Regions from separate parts of the Capsicum annuum genome. Here region 1 is linked to region 2. Evidence: chromatin contacts called from public Hi-C data. All regions are on one chromosome and are shown on one strand. The core of a region is the stretch at or near the end of the contact, and the rest is flanking DNA. Distances in the headings are between cores, read along the strand shown. Region 1 overlaps LOC107863792 (sulfate transporter 3.1). Region 2 has its middle 55 kb from the start of LOC107865395.

Evidence for each region. A called contact is a pair of places that touch in the nucleus more often than the background predicts.
Region 1: a Hi-C map of leaf shows a contact between it and region 2, with 4 times the contacts expected there. The contact joins two enhancer-like sites. A contact is called at or near these places in 5 of 5 Hi-C or Micro-C datasets (bud, leaf, pericarp and 1 more).

The regions. Positions count from the first base shown.
Region 1 is chr3:63,100,524-63,103,223 of UCD10Xv1.1, reverse strand. LOC107863792 (sulfate transporter 3.1) reads right to left here. Exons shown (of 12, transcript XM_016709927.2): 6 at 1,725-1,841; 7 at 857-983. Among protein-coding and RNA genes, the nearest start is that of LOC107863792, 4.8 kb to the right of the region's middle. Within about 2 kb of position 1,418, at least 4 of the 5 cell types and tissues checked have an H3K27ac peak or open chromatin away from gene starts, as enhancers often do. A contact at or near this core is called in bud and leaf, where this site is marked.
Region 2 is chr3:63,019,950-63,022,649 of UCD10Xv1.1, reverse strand. No RefSeq gene overlaps it. Among protein-coding and RNA genes, the nearest start is that of LOC107865395, 55 kb to the left of the region's middle. Within about 2 kb of position 1,344, at least 2 of the 5 cell types and tissues checked have an H3K27ac peak or open chromatin away from gene starts, as enhancers often do. A contact at or near this core is called in bud and leaf, where this site is marked.

The DNA of each region.
Region 1 (2,700 bases), core at 169-2,668, 80 kb before region 2:
ATTATATTGAACTTTTCCTAATTAACAACGTGATCAAATATCCATATCTACAAATTTGTAAGGAAATTTGACTTTTCGGTGATTTGTGTTTTTTTTGGACAAAGAACACATAATTTAGTGGTTTAGTGATTTTACTGTTACAAAAATTAATTTTGTAACTTTTGCCGCTAGAACCAGTTAATTTAGTGACATTATTATCAATGATAAACCAAGAATTGTTTTAAAAATGTTCAAGATTATATATATAAAATAATTTTTAAATTTTTTCGACGAAGCGTGGTGAACTGGCCACCCTTCACTACCTATGGTTATGCCACTGATTACTATTTACAAAATTAACTTTGTGACTTTAGTACTACAAGTAGTTAGTTTAGTGATATTACAGTTACAAAAAATATTACTTTGTGACTTTATTTAATATTACTAGGATCAAGTTTAGAGCCTGTTTGAATGTTTTAGCTTATATGCCAAAAGTCAATTTTAATTACTTGTGATCACTGTTGGCTTATTTTTGTTTTTTTTGGGCTTAAAATTAAGTACATAAAAAACTTTTTTTTTATTTCACAAATACTAAAAAAATGCTTAAAAACTATTTAATTAAAATTACTTAAAATAAACCAATCCAACGAAATCTTAGTTTCACCCTCCATTGCCACCTACTTTTTTACCATTTCCTTAATAAGATTTTGTCTTGTCTCTTTCTGCATTTATTTGCTACTTTTATTTTTGTCTGCTAGACATTATCCATGGTCCATATAATCACATGCTGATACATGGACCCGACTGAGACATGTTATTTCAGGTAAAAGTAGCTTTCAGGCAAATAAAAGAAAGAGAAAGAGTTGGGAATTGTTACCAGTAGTGAGGTAGCAGGAAGTGCAAGAGCCAACTATGTTCATCATACCAAAAGCAATCATCTCTTTGTTGCCATCTATATTGTAGTTCTTGTACATTGCAAAACTTCTCCCCACTGCTATTCCTTCCTGTCTCATCAGTCCCCATCAAAGAGTTTGATTTTATGAATATTTTTTGTCTTGAGATCATGATGAGTCTAACATAATCTTCATTTCTAAACATATTTTAATACTTACAACTACAAGTACATAGAATACAAAATCTAATTGGTAACTATCATTGAAAAGTCATCGGATTTTAAGTTCACGGCACTATATAGTTACATGATATGAATTGACCACTTATGTTTAATATTCGACGATCTTTTCAGCTCTTTACGTGACACAAACCTCAAGTCTACATGTTGATTAGCTATGTAGCTTGGATTTTTGAAAATTATAGATAATACTAAAGCTAACTATTTTCCCTTTGAAATTTTTCAAAAAAAAATTGTTCAGTGGATATTCTGACTAATATTTTGGTTGAATCAGTGGGAAAAAAATAGTAGTGTAAAAATGAGGAAGTTTTCCAGTGTTTCACCAAGAATATGTTTTCCCAGTGAGCAGGTATGATGGGAAAATGGATGGAATAATCATGCTTCATAGCACAAATTTCTCATTTAATGAGTTGGAAAAAATCTCTATTTCTAATAATGAGACAAAATATGAATGAGATAACATTTTTGAAAAGTCCAAACAACATAGTTGATAAGTAGAATAAGTGTTTTACCACTAGAACAAGTTTCACTAGTTAAATTCTAATCAAATTGTGACAAATAATGCAAAGTAGGTGAAGAACGAGGACAAAAATAAAGGTTGGAAAAAGCTTACAGCAAGAGAAACGACACCAGTGACTATGCCAGTTTTGATAGCTGTAGAAAGATAAGTGCCTCCAAATGACAAATCGGTTATTGACAATGGATTTAACCCTTTCTTCAGCTCCCCTATCTGTTCATTTTTTTTTCATCACATAAACCATATCCTGTTAGTCCACTTGTCCTTTAAATCATAAAACTCTCAAATTATCACATGCTATTTTTTGGCTTATAAATATTGAGTAGATAGAATAATAAAAATTAAAGAAGGGGAACTTAATTTGATCGTATCAAGCCCTTAATAAACAAATTACAAATTACATAAAAATCGAGTTAGATATTAACATCAAATGCATTGCAACTTCTATTCCAGGCCGTTACAGACCTACATTGATTTTATCCACTTACTATATATGAACTTTTATATTACAAAAAATAGTTTTAATAAACAAAGATATTATTGAGAACCCAATGTTAGAAAATAATTTTAGAGTAAAGGCAGCCAAGTAGCCGTAACTTAAAAATCCTGGATCCACCAGAGTGTAAGTTGGTAGGTAGGTAGAGATGTACACAACTAATTCTTCTTCTTCTTCTTTACGACTTGAATAAAGAAATTATCACATAATGATGGAAAGTTTTCATAACTCACGTCTCTCACTCTAATACCATAATATATATCTCAACAAATATGATGAATTATCAGCTACAATAATCCAAAAAAATTGCGTTCTATGTCATCAAATTTGAATGTTAAATTGAGCAAATTCTAGGAAAATGAAGTCGCCATTTAGAAATGTCTATTTCAAAATGTGAAAATACATTGGATAATGGGCAGAGCAATGATTCAATCAACAACACATATGCTGGGCCAGTGTTCTTTAAACATTGAATATCAGTTAATCATGGCATTGGTAGGTCGTCTATTTAGAGAAAACGTGTGCAATACCAAAACCACAAGAATCACAATACAACTTCAACACTTCAAACTCAAT
Region 2 (2,700 bases), core at 95-2,594:
TGAAGTCTTTTTCTAAATAAATAAATAAATAAGTCAATGTGATCAATCGGATTTTTTCTTCGTTCACAACCATGTGAATCAAATAAACTAATAGGCTTTTGTAACATGAAAATTGATTAAAAATAAGATTAATTAATTTATCATGAACGAATTATTCATGATTAATTTTCCCATCCATACAGCTAGAAATTCCAATTCGAAAAGCCTAAGAGCAAAAACGGCCCAATTTAGTGGAGCTCATTTGAATTTTCCAACTTTTGGTCCACTTTACATTGTGCTAATGTGTGTGTGCTTATCCCTACAATTTTGTCTTCCATTAAATAACATACATGTAATGAATTTTAGTTGGAAATTGTATCTACCTATCTTATCAACAAACAACCTGTTAGCATATAGAAGTTCAGGGAAATTGTCACGCGTATACAACACCAATAACTATTGGAATATTATTTTTTTAGTCAAAAAATACACTTGCCAACCAGACATTCCTTTGATTTTTCACTACTACGAAAAATCCTCTCAATTCATCAGTAACATAATCTTTTCAGAGCTTCAATCTTGAAACCACAACTAAACTAGGATTTAAACGTTTTAAATGACTCCATTCGTCCCATTTTATTTGAAGTTATTTGATTGAGCAAGAAGTTTAAGAATGAAAGCAGGGCTTTTAAAAGTTATGGTCTAAAATAAGTTGTAAACATTTACGTGGCTACAGATCACCTTATTAAGGATAAAATTAAATATTAAAAGCTAAATTATTACTAAATATTAAAGGGTGTCTTTCCTTTTAAGGAGAGTAAAAAGTTTTCCTTTCAAAACGGACTAAAAAGAAAAAAAAGTGTCATGTAGTAGTAGTGTTTTTTGAGTGGGTGTGGTCGACATTCGTTGAAAACACCTTGACAAAACTACAAATAAAATTTGAAAAAGATTAAAGGTGATTAGTTAAATTCTACATCTAAAATAGACTCGAAAAACATCACCTCAACAATGTATATTACGTGAGTATCTCATTGTATATCTGACGCATACTTTCATGGATATACATTGATATACATGAAATACACACATATACAACAACGATATACATAGATATACGTGAAATACACACATATACAACAAAGATATGCATTGATATATTGCTGGATGGGATACGTACAGATACAAAATTTACACAACGACCAAAATCTGACCCAAAACACTTCAAATCTTCTACAGATAGGCTTTAATTTTCAATTTTATTGTCGCAAAGATGTTGTAAGTTATTGCACCAACATCTATCCGATTTAATAACACTTTTTGAATTTCAAAATTCAAACAGATAACCTCCAAACTTCAATAACAGTGTTCTCCATTTGGTTTCACAGATATTTCAGATTTAGAGATGTCGGATTTTTTTGGTTTCACTTTCCTAGGATATCGTTTTACCCATTGTTGTATGGTGAGTGGTCGTTCGAAGAAATCGAGGGGTAAAAATGACGTGTTACGACGGTATCTTAGTGAATGATGGTGAAGAATCTGGAGGATACGATGAAGAGTGTTTGTGCACTTGGTTATTAGTTTATCAATTTTTTTTATTAAAATTGTGAAGCATCGCTATTAGTGCTGGTATAATGTTTGTTGAATACTTGAATTGCAAATTTGCAATTAGTCCTAGCAGTGATTGAAGCCCAAAAAAGACTCATGACATTGACATGAACCTCCAAAAGCCTAACAGAGAGTTAATGACCATGTTATTTACTATTCTACTTCTAGTTGTATACAGTCGGATCTTTCTATGAAATCACCTTTTTAGTTATAACATCATTTTACTATAGTGACATGATTTTCTTCAAAATCAATTTTTCATCTTATATTTTATTTCTCTATAACGACATTCGACTTATAACAACAATGGCATTATTGTAGCAGTACACTATATATAAAGTTACCTATCTATAATAGCATACTCAAATATTATGTAATAACATTTCATAAAAAAATATTATGTATAAAATAAAATAGCAAAATATTTATGATAATAATTATTAATGTCATGCATACAATAAATTTCAAGTATGAATATCTAATTTAAAGGAAAAAATGTATTTATATGGTACACATCCGTTATTTCATAACTTCACGAGGAAAAGACTTATTAATAGTTACATTTTTTATATTCATGCTCTTTTTAATTTTGTATACTTTTGTTTATAACAGGTAAATGAAATCTGAATGTCAAATGCCAATAGACATATATAACAACACCTCTCTATAGCAGTCATGATATTTTCAAACAAACATTATCGCTAGGGCTGGGCATATTTTGGTTTAAACTAAAAAAATTGAAAAATCTAACCGAAATTTAATTTTGGTTTGATTTTTTGGTTTTTCGGATTGGTTTCGGTTTCAAATTTTAGAAATTTGGTTAAACGGTTTGGTTTTTGGATTTACAAAAAAAGAATTCGGATAAACCGAAAAATCAAAATTACATAAATAATATATTATAATATATATATATATATAATTTAATATATATGTAAATACACTAAAAATATAATTTGATATAACATATAAATATATAAATTATAATCATTTAGTAACCCTAAATCCTAATATACTGTTTTGCTTTAGACCCTAACATTAACGTGAAGGCTGCAGCAACGCTCAACCATCCTCAGTTCGTCAATTCATTTGAAATTTCAACATGACAGTCGTTTGCTC